2 separate regions of the Mus musculus genome follow, and region 2 is linked to region 1. A link is a contact called in public Hi-C data. All regions are on one chromosome and are shown on one strand. The core of a region is the stretch at or near the end of the contact, and the rest is flanking DNA. Distances in the headings are between cores, read along the strand shown. Region 1 has its middle 30 kb from the start of Gm31753. Region 2 overlaps Plxna2 (plexin A2).

Evidence for each region. A called contact is a pair of places that touch in the nucleus more often than the background predicts.
Region 2: a contact with region 1 is called in a Hi-C map of stem cell-derived neural stem cells, with 2.2 times the contacts expected there. The contact joins two enhancer-like sites. A contact is called at or near these places in 2 of 39 promoter capture datasets (cranial neural crest and hippocampal neurons) and 17 of 484 Hi-C or Micro-C datasets (the G1E-ER4 cell line, cerebellar granule neurons, cerebellum and 10 more).

The regions. Positions count from the first base shown.
Region 1 is chr1:193,446,285-193,452,001 of GRCm38.p6, reverse strand. No RefSeq gene overlaps it. Among named protein-coding and RNA genes, the nearest start is that of Gm31753, 30 kb to the left of the region's middle. RefSeq lists an enhancer at 1,817-2,673. Within about 2 kb of position 2,266, at least 113 of the 459 cell types and tissues checked have an H3K27ac peak or open chromatin away from gene starts, as enhancers often do. A contact at or near this core is called in stem cell-derived neural stem cells, where this site is marked.
Region 2 is chr1:194,814,759-194,820,475 of GRCm38.p6, reverse strand. It overlaps Plxna2 (plexin A2), which reads right to left. Exons shown (of 32, transcript NM_008882.2): 32 at 3,607-5,717. Among named protein-coding and RNA genes, the nearest start is that of Mir3962, 4.4 kb to the left of the region's middle. Within about 2 kb of position 3,370, at least 110 of the 459 cell types and tissues checked have an H3K27ac peak or open chromatin away from gene starts, as enhancers often do. A contact at or near this core is called in stem cell-derived neural stem cells, where this site is marked.

The sequences.
Region 1 (5,717 bases), core at 1,017-3,516:
ATGAGATCAGCTAAGGCGAGGTCATGTTAGAGTAAGTTAGAAAAACCATCTTTTTTTCTGGCAGTTGTCCATATAGAAAGAAGAGATGGCCAGGGGGAAGGCCTTGATGGCAGCAGCAGAGTTGGTATTTCACCAGAGGCTCTGGGAGGTGCCTCATGGATGCCTTGATTTAGACACCAGCCGTGAGAGACTATATTCTTATTTAAGCCACCAAGCTGTGAGGCTGTGTTAAGGCAGCCCTTATCAGGCAGAGGGTAGTCAGTGTGTCTGCAGAAATCATGATGGGTGGGGGGAGGGGAGCAGGAGGGGAGGAAGAAGGGGGAGAGAGATTTCAATGGTTCTTATACCAGGATGAATCATCCACTACAGAGAGCTCAAAGCCACAGGGGGTGTGAGCAGAAATTCCCCAAAGAAGAGTGTAATAGAGTTGGGTACTGCAAAGCAGGCCTATGGAGCAAAGCTTTGCCCTCATCCTAATCAAAACCACCTCTGCTCCCAGCAAAGAGAAACGACAGATGCAGTGTGTACCAGAAACATGTTAAAGAGGGGAAGAACCAAAGAATACCTTAGCCACCCAGCTGGCCCAGAGGGAGGGCATCCTAAGGACTCTAGAGTTTCCATTTTAATTCTAGAATGGGCTTGGGAAAATCTAGATAAATTGCTTCCCAGTAAGAAAAAAAAGAGAAAAAGGAAGGAGTTTTCCTGGTATAAGAAACTGTAAGTCATCTCCCAGCACACGTTCTGCCAAAGAGACCTGCACCCATCTAGACCTGGTCTTCCAGAATCCTAGCAAGCTGGGCTCTGAGTGGATGCCAGGGAACTGATGTTCAGGACTCACTCCCAACCTCCAGGACCCTTGGGGCAGAGACAAGCAGTCAGAGACCGAGGGAGCAGGAAGGCTTGCTTCATTCAGTCCTTCTCAAGGAGCCTGCACACACACACACACACACACACACACACACACACACACACATCATCCTGTCGAATAGGGGTGGGCCACCACGTTGCTTAGCTACAGGGGCTCTGTGAGGGAATGTGGCCCAGGTGTATGTACAGAGAGGTTTCCTAACTTTGTCTTTCAAACCACCCCTCACTAACCCCACATGGATTCTCTCATGGATGCTTAGGAAATGTCATTTGTCAGCTCTTCCCCCACCAGGTGGGAGAGGCTTCATGTCATGTTCCTTTATCTTCCCACTACAACCCTCTCCATGGTGCACCAGGGCCATTGATTTTATCTTTGACATTCTCTGCTTGAAACTCTGCTTGAAACATATTTCCTTCGTAGCAAAGCCCACATCATATTCGGCTATGAAACACCCATGCCCAGGAAAATGCCCAGTGTGTCAGAGTTCCTCTTGTGAGGTCTGGCAAACAAGCTGATTAATTAATTGATGAGTTTACCAGTGTTGATCGTTACGAGCTCTTGGAGTCAAGTGTCTGGCGCTTACAGAATTCTGTGACCTGGCACTTTACAGATTTGTAGCTCATCTGTCCTTAGCCACCAGCATACAGGAGGGAAGGAGGGCGTGGGGACAGGAGGAAGGACCTTCAAAGCTCTACGCCCCTAGGCGATCACCTGGGGTGCATCAGTCACTGTGGATAGCTCTCAGATCTTATGTCAGGGAGGCACAAAAGCCCAGGAAGGGAATGGTACATCAGGCCCTTCCATGTTCACCCTGTGGCTGTGCTTCTAAATGAAGGAAAACTGAGCAAGAGAAAAAAAAAAGAAAGAAAAAACCAAAAAAACAAAAAACTTCTGAACTCAGACAAGGTGATAATAAAAGACAACCAGGGTTTTATGAAGATGGCCCTGGACAAAGAGGTAGCAGATGGTGTCTGACTCAGTTCCAATACTTTGCATCTTCAGTGAGGTATTGTAGCCTCTTAGAGCCTCCAAAACTGGGCTAGTAATCCTGCCCTAGGTCCTCAGGTGGCTGCCCAACTATTCTGCCTAACAACTCTGCTACAGGCCCTCCAGCAGCTGCCCAGCCATCCTGAACGACTCTAAAGAGACACCCTCAGGAAATACAAGGCTCGGAATTTTCTCTATCTTAAAGTGACTTCCGGAGCCCCCAGGACAGTTATTTTAGAAAAGGTTGAAAGTAAGTTTTCAGGCCTGTGGGCTAATGCACTTCCCTCCGAAAAGAGTGATTCTTAGAGGCGCTCAGAAGCTGGGAAGCTAGCCATAAATAAGGCTTATCTGGCCTGTCCTGCATTGCCAAAATTCTTTTGTTCTGAAATTTAAACAAAGACAGACCTGATGTTTTACTGACCCCTTGTGGACATAAGAGGAAATGGATTTTTCCGGCAGATTTGTATCTCCTGTCATGACTAAGGAAGCCCAACTTTCAACCTCACTGGCCTGATGGAATCCCACAAACTCTTCCATCATCATCCCAGGACTCCCAACTCCTACCCCAGGCACTGGCAGCCATCTCCACTGACCAGCTAACTGGCACTTCAGTCTGTCTGGAGAGCCACTTGACAGCACAATGCTAGATAAGGAAGGCACTGGCATAGTCCCAGGAAGCCATTACAGCACAGACTGGAGTTCCTTCCCTGCCAGAGACTCTGACTGGAGTAGGGAGCGCTGGGGATCTACATCTTACCAAGCAGCAATTCTGATTCCGTGTATTGTTCTGCAGGACCAACCTGAAAATGTCAACATGCTCAAGGTCCCTCCTCTCAGCAGTGAGGAAATTAAGACATTAAAGGGCTGTTCAGTCAGGACTGCCAATAAAGCATGTAAAAATCAATAAAGTCACACAAGCATGAAGGCCTGGGTTTGGTCTCACACCCAGGTAAAAGTTGAACATTATCCTAGTCTGCCTTCTATTGCTGTGATAACCACCACGGCCCAAAGTAGCCTGGGGGAAGGGGTTTGTTTGGCTTATACATCCTTACCTCAGACTATTATTGAAGGAAGTCAGGGCAGGAACTCAAGCAGGAGCAGGGGCAGGAACTATGTGGGAGTGCTGCTTAGCGGCTGTTCTTAGGCCCACAGTTATCTTACCTTTCTTATACAGTCCAGAACCACCTGCCTAGGGATGGTACCACCCACAGTGGGCTGGGCCTTCCCACATCAATCATTAATCAGGAAAATGCTCTACAGATGTACCCATAGGCCAATTCAATGGAGGTGTTTTCTCAGTTGCAGTTCCTCTCCCCAGATATGACTAGGTTTGTGTAAGTTGACAAAACTAAACAGTACAGGACTTATGATGGGCTATGGTCCCAGCACTGGGTTGGGCCAACAGTTGTGGTGGGCCTATGGTCCCAGCACTGAGGTAGACCAACAATTATGGTGGGCCTATGGTCCCAGCACTGGGGTGGGGCAACAAGAGGATCCCTAGGGCTCACTGGACAGCTAGCTTAGCCTTATTTGTGAGTACCAGGTTCAGTGAGAGACCTTGTCTCAAAAAAAACCAATGTAGGGCTCTTGAAGAATCACACCCAGGATGACCTCTGTCATCCGTCCATGTGTGTGTGTGTGTGTGTGTGTGTGTGTGTGTGTACATGTAATCACAGGTATCTGAGGAGGCCAAAGGCAACGGGTAAAGTTGGAGTTATAAACAGCTTTAAGTCACTCATTGTGGATGCTGGGAACTAAACTTTGGGCCTCTGGGAGAGCAGCTACTGCTCTTAACCTCAGAGCCACCTTTGATAGTCTTTATTCTGTAACCTCTTTATTCTATGGTGTAAGAGGTTACACTGGGGTCTACCAGGAGGCCACCCACCCCACCTTATAGGTGTGAAAATGGAGGCTGAGAAAGATGAAATGATAGGCAACAAAAGGCTTCAAGTTAGTGTACTTTAAACCTGAATGTCCCCCACTGCACCAATCCAATCCTATAACACTCAACCCTGATGCAACTGAAAAGCTGTCGAATTCTACACTATGTGATTCTATAGGTTAAAATTTCCTCTTGCTCTGTGGAATGAACTAAGGCCAAAGCCATGGGTATGCTTTATACCTCCGTGCATATATTACAATATGTCACATGTGATACCCATTTGCTATGCTGCAATACATTCTCAGGGAATCCAGCAAAACCGTAGCTTTAGGGTCTGCAGGCATGCTCGTACATGCATATGTCTGCACGGTCTCAAATATATGCATGTGCACACACACACACACACAATCTATCTTCAGAGAAGGCTCTGAAAGTGCAGATGGTAGAGAGATGACTAAAGCCTGCTATGATTAGACTATCCTGGGTGGTTTTAATCCAAAGGAAGAGAATAAAGAATTCTAAATAAGGAGTGATCAAACATGCAGTTACTTTTGCTTGTTCTCGCAGCCTTGTTAATATTACTGCAAAGGGATTTTCAAAGCACAGGTTCTCAAAAGCATAGAAACAAAATGATACAAGCAACAAAATGTTAGAAGCTGCAAAACAGAGTCGTACCTTAATGACTAAGCAAACAAAATGTTAACCCGAAGCCAGCAGTAGAGATACCTCATAAGTGAGGCAGTCTATACCGACAGTACTACAAAGGCTTGGGGACTCACAGAGCAGACACCACTCTGGAGTGTGAAGGAGGCTGGAACTGAAGACAGGAGGTCATGTCTCACTGAGGTCACATATACTGGTTACTCTTCTCACCCTGACAAGAGGCCTGATGGATAGTATATGGCTCACAGCAGTGGCAAAGGAATGCCACTGGAACACTTTACATCTTAGCAGTTTGGGGGGAAGCAAAAAGGGAGGGAAAGAGGGAAAGAGAAAGAGAGAGAACTCAGGCCCACCATACAGCAACCCACTTCCTCTTGCTAAAACCCACTTCTTAAAAGAAACTCTTAAAACAGTGCTACCAGCTGCAGACTAAATGTGCATCGAACGAAGCCTTAGTCCCCAGCTAGAAGTGGTCAGAGATGCCCTAGTTTGTTTCTCTATTGTTGTGATAAACTTCTCACCAAAAGCAATTTGGGGAGCAAAGAGTTTCTTTGGCTTATAAGTTGCAGTTTGTCTTAGAGGGAAGTCAAGGCAGAAGCTGAAGCCGAGAACACAGAGGTGCAGCTTGCTCTCCAAGACTTGCTCACCTTGCTTCCTTATACCACCTAGGCCCACACTGCCCAAAATGGGCTGGGCCTTCTTCCATCAATTAGCAATCAAAAAGATGCCCCTACACACTTACCTACAGGCCAAGCTGATGAAAGGAATTCCTCGGTGGAGGTTTCCCTCCTCCCAGGTGACTCTAGTTTGCTTCAAGTTGATCAGAATTAACCAGCACCGGATGTAATGAAACCCAAAAGGTGGCAGGTTCTGAGAGGTCTACGGGTCATTGAGGTGCTCCCTGGAAAGGGACAGAGAGACTCTGAAACCTCTTTCCTCTTTTTTCATGGCCTGCTCATGAGGTGAGCCGCGGTGACCAACAGCGCACTCTCTCCTGTAATGTGCCAACTTGTCTAGACCAAGGAATGAAACCTCTGAAAAGGAACCAGAGCAAGTCTCCCCTCTTTTTATGTTGGTTACCTCAGGTATTTGTCACAATGGTGGGAAGCACCTCCTGAGGCTCACACAAATCTTTCCTCCCAAGTACCCAGGTGTGGCATCTCTCCTACCCAGACAGAAGTCTGGAGTGCTCCTCTCTGAAGGGATTCAAACAAGATCTCTGGAGTGATAGACACCAGCTAGAGTTGAAGATGGTCATACTAGAAGCAGCATGAAATGAACATTTATTTCTAGCATATTGTGACCTTCAGCTGTGTC
Region 2 (5,717 bases), core at 2,121-4,620, 1.4 Mb before region 1:
ACTACTGATTATAATCTAATCTGTCATTTTGGTAAACAAATTGTGCACATAATTTTCTTCTTGTGTAATCACTGCGAACTGGTTACAGTTCCTTTTCTCCACTTGAAGTTGTTGTATATTCATATAACTTTATTAACATAATCCTCCCCATTCAGATTTTAATGGACTATACATGGCATTCAATAAGGGTGACAATCCATAGTTTAGTTGAAAGAAATATTAGGAGCTGTATTGAGTGGGCACGAGCAGACCAAAAGTGAAGAATTTTCTCATGGGGAGGGGAGTATTTTCTTTAAAATTTATTATTATTATTATTATTATTATTATTATTATTATTATTACCTTTTCTGGTTAGCCTCTAGTACAGGCATATAGAGTGCTCCAATATGGCACCCTCTGTGAATCTGGAGTTGAAGAAGACCTTCACAGAGGTTCAAGCCAAAGCTATTGATACTCAACAGAAGGTGAAACTTGCAGACATACAGATTGAACAGCTAAACAGAAAGAAAAAGCATGCACAATTTATGGACATGGAGATTATGACACTGGTAGATGAGACTAACGTATGAAGGTGTAGGAAGAATGTTTATTCTACAGTCCAAGGAAGTAATTAACAACCAACTGTTAGACAAACAGAAAATAGCAGAAAAAAATTAAAGATATGGAGCAGAAAAAGGTCTAACTGGAGTGAAACGTTAAGGAAGCTGAGGGAGAGATGCTGATGGCAAGAAGGGTACAGTGGGAGCTGCTGGGAAAGTTCTTCCCTTCTGACCCCTCCCATTCTGTCCAAGCAGGAGCTGTGCAGGGCACTATCCTCCCTCTGCCCAGCAGCCACATATCTCTATCACACTGAACCCCTTCAGGTCCCAACTGAATGTCTGCCATCCTTGCCCATGATAATCTTCTTTCCTGGGTCAAACCAGGAGCTCTCAACAAAGGGAAGACTGGAGACAGATGGAGAAAACTGGCCAAGTCTGTCACTAGGCATGTGGATTAGACCAGGTTAGACCAATAAAAAGCTATGTCTTACTCTAAAAAAATTATTATTATTTATTTTTGTTTTGTTGGTATGTATGTATATGACATGTGTATATAAACACATGTGTGCCAAGTCACACACGAAGATCAGAAAAAAGAGGCTTGTGTGGCAAGTGGTTTGGTTTGGTTTTTGGTTTTTTTTTTTTTTTGGTTGTTTTGTTTTGTTTTTTAACTTGATGAATTATCTTACAGGTTCCAGTGTTTTAAAAAATAATATTACAGTCTTAAAAAATTACCAAATCTATTAAAAGAATGGAGGCAATTTTAGGCAAGCTTTTCATTACATTTAAAATCCATGATGCATTTTAATAGCTTTGAGATAGCTATTCTCTCTTAGATCTTCTAGAGATCTAGAATTGTTGGTGCACAGATTTACAAACTTGAAAAGTAAGTGAAGTACTCAGAAAATGACAGATATAATTTATGTAGTCATTAAACTGGACACTTGAAGGAACTAGCTCCAGGAAAAGAATTCAGCCTAGAAATTGCCCTTTCCTCCTGGAGAGTTTGATCCTGCAGTTGTTTGTGGTTTTATCTGTCTTCTGAAATACTCACAAAGCTGTAAATATTGTAAGACAATTTGCTTTAAGAGACCTGGGTTTAGGTGATATGGGAAATAGAATAGTACAAATGGCTGTTCTTAGAATCTTTCTTTGAAGAAGACAGAGCCCATGCTAGGGATTGAGGCACACCAGCTCTGACCTGACTTTAGTTTTTGTTTTGGTTTACTTTGTCTTTTTTTCAGGATGCTTTTGACACAGATGAGAAGGAACTGTGTCATCTTGGGGTACTGAGGCTAGAGTTTTGCAGCTGTGAAGTGTTAAATACTAAGTAATATTAAATGTTTTAGGATTGTTATTTCTTGCTGAGCCTTCAATTATCTTCATTGTAAACACCATTTTAATGCTGACTATGAATGATTTAAATTTATGAGTAGGAAGTCTTTTTACAGAACCTGCCTTTATGCCTGACATCCTTGAACGAGAAACTGTCCTGAAATAGGCCCTTTAAGGGCAACTGGACAAACTGACTTCACGGAACTCCACTAGCTTTGGACACATTAAAATCACTCTGAAAAAAACTATAACTACAGCTGAAAATGAGTTCTAGCCATTGAGACCTGGGTTTAGGTGCAAGGTCAGTCCATGAGCAGGCAGTAACAGAAGCCGGTGTTAGCTCACCAGGGCTACTGTATTGTGTGTCACACCTTCATAGACATGGTGGACAGCAGAGGATGACAAAATGGGGATATGCCCTTCAGACAAGCTATGGTATTGAACACAGTGCACACTGTTTCCACTCAGGCCTCGGCACTGTACTGTCCTTTCATTTCAGGGGAGGAGAGGGGGAGTGAGAGATGAATGCACAGGAATACAAATACATAAAAAGCACTACCAGTTGCTGAGTACTGGGTAGAAAATCTCAAGAATTATTTCTTTGAGCCTGTTGAGGTGGTATATACCTAAAATCCCAGTACTCCCTGGCTGTATGTATGTATGCGTGTGTATATATATATATATATATATATATATATATATATATATATATATATGTGTGTGTGTGTGTGTGTGTGTGTGTGTATGTATATATATATATATATATATATATATATATATATATGAATATCTATATACTAAAATGCTCTCGTTTCCAAAATTCTGTTTAATGAGTACTAGGGTTCTTTATGTGTGTTGGATGTTCAAAGTCAGGGATACCCTGCTTCTCAGAAAGTCCTTCTGGTCCTGTTTTCTAATAGAAAAGGATGAGAAACTCCTGAGTACACTTGGCTGGGACAGGTTCTTGAGTCATTCTCATCTAATGTATCTCACCAGTAAGAGAGTGAAAATGTCACACATCACCGAACTGCAGGATAAAAACAGGAAAATAAGGGTAAAGGGAGGGTCATATCACCCTCAGTTTAGAGGGAGTTTGAAGATTTCTTCTCTTCAGGCTCATTACAGAACAGTGGAAGTTCTCCTGCTTCTAAGATCCATTTTTTTTTTCTGTTCACAACTCCCCAATCAGGGGCTGTCTTCATATTCCTCCCCTGGGCTGGATCTAAAAGTACTCACCATCTGGCATCTTTCACTTTATTCACTTTTAATTTCTGAAGCAAATATGAACACCACTATCTATCTCAATGCTTAACGGAAAGTCTCCCTCAGAATCATCCTAAGCAGTAGGAGCAAGGGCCAGGCTTCTCTCATTCACATTTCATCCTAGCACTTAATCCATGAGTGAGTGTTGTTTTTGGAAGGGCTGGTCCTGGGGAGAGAGGTGACACTAGTCTAAGAACTCACTCTGGAAAGGAGCCTATAGCCTCCCCAGAGGCAAGCTGTATTCTGAAGTCCTGGGGCTAGAGGGCAGTGTTCATCCACTGACATGCCTGGAGCAGGCAGTGTATGCACGTGTGTGATGAAGATGGCTAGACATGAATAAGCTCTGGCTCCACAGTTTTCTCAGATTCATTCACAGCAACTCAGTTGCTCTTTCTGACTATCTGCTTCTTGTATAGACCCCAAAATTATTCTATACCCATGTGGCCAAATAACTGTGCTTATATGAAGATTTAAGATTTTTTTTTAATCCAGTAATCTTTATTTATATATAACAACAGTACAAATTGTGTCCTTGGCTTGCAAAATAGGAGTTTCATATTTACAATAGGTACATGATAATATATTAGATAACAAAACCCCGCTTTATTGGAACATTTTAAATACTTCATTTTCTTATTATTTCATAACACCTGTAAAAACAACAAAACCAGACAACCAGCATTGTACTTTCTTAAAAATAGATATAATACAGATTCCAGTGTGTCATGGGGAAAGGTCTGAGTAGGAGAGGATGAGGAGAGGCAGCTTGGCTCAAGGCCTTCATGTGCCTGCATAAAGAGCTTGTCCCTTTCTCTCCCATACATTCAGGAACTTTGGTCCTGTTTGGTGGGGACCACACTTCTTTATGCGTGGATGTCAAAATGGAGACCAAGCGTGTCAAAATGATGACCTTGACTGAGTCTCAAAGAAGCTTCTTACTGCCTTCTCTGTGTTCCTAGGGACAGAGGCAGGGAGGAGGCAGCTCAGTCTGGGGAGATGGTATGGGAGAGGAGAGTGAGTTGTGAGCCTGTGCAAGGCAGGAGACTCTCTATTTTGTTTATTGTGTTGAGGCCTGTCTGACAGGCATTGGCCTTGCTTGTCTCTTGTAACATTCCCTAGACTAGCTAGAAAGTACCAAGAGAATTTTACTTTTTATTATAAGTGTCACTGGGCCTTAGATACTAAATCTTCACTCTAGGGAATGAGTAGAAAAGATAGAAGGAAAAGAGATATGGAGTATGAAACAGATGCCACTATTCTATGAGCACATTCCTAAGACAAGGCATCAGGAGGACCTGACCACCTCTTCCAGCCTTCTTCCCACCATAAGATCTGCCCCATGCCCTAGGTCCCTGAAGCCACTTTGCATTTCCTCACCCTCCTGGCCCTCTGTATCTCAATTCTTCACTGTCTTTGTCGAGGATTCAGGGCTCTTAGCTGTGACACAATGTGGTTGGAAAGGGTCCTTTTTGAGTAACTGCCAGCTTAGTATTGCCAGGCAGCAGGTGAGATTACAGATTTGGCAGTTGTGCAGTGTCTGAGAACTGGATAGCTAGAGGCTTCCAGCAGTCTCTGCTTGTTGTATCAGGACTGCTAGCAGCCTCCTCTGCTTTTATCTCATGTGCAGCAGGCCCAGGGGCCTTAACTGCTAATTTCTATTTTCATCCTGGTAGAACTGAAGGAAGGTCAGGAGCATAAGCAGCAAGGTTGTGCTGACTAAAGAGGTGGTAGCAGTGTGTGTGTGGGGGGGGGGGTCAGCCTTCTTCCTTAATGACACCCCATTTTCTATGCACCTAGTGTTTTCTGCTGGGGAGGGTGGGAAAACCATCCTGCTGCTATATTGGTGGTAGGTCTAGCAGCTTGGAGAATCTGCATTTGCTGAAAGAAGGACCTTTGAGGTCTTATTCACCCTGGTCTGTAGGACCTTTAAGAACTTGGCAGACGATTAGTACTTAGGATTGTTCTCCAAATGAATGAGTGAAGGACACAGTTCCCTCTTTCGGTATGATCACAGTGTGCCCATGAGTTCAATGACTGCACTCTATAAAGAAAGAGGGATCAGAAGTAATTTTGAGATTCAAACCACAGAAAGAGGTAGAACATCAGACACAGAAGTGCCTGATCCACACAGAAGGCAAGAGGTGTTGTTCAGTTGAGGGATAAATCTTAATACAGTCCTCTAGAACTCTGTCTTGCCAAACCCTCTGCAGTCCTATTCCTTTCCTAGAGAATTGCCTTTTGTGTAGATCAATGAAATAAAGTAAAGCTAGGTAGGTTTAAGAGAGAATTCATGCCTCCCCAAAGATAAATGGCTTTTTGAGGGGAAGGGTGGTAGCTTTAACTTTTTTTTTCTTTTTAAACAAAAGGCCAAAATATCTTCAAGTTGGATAACAGCAAGAACAGTGACCAATCAACTTTCTCTCCTCTCCACCAGGGAGTAGACTATCAGTGACTAGTAAACTAAAGCAAAGAACTGGTGGAATGATAGGTAGAAAGCTAAAATGAGAGCAAGACTCTACAATAACTCACCCTCCTGGCATGGCATGGCCTCTCTCTAGCTGAATTTTCCTCCTTAGTTTT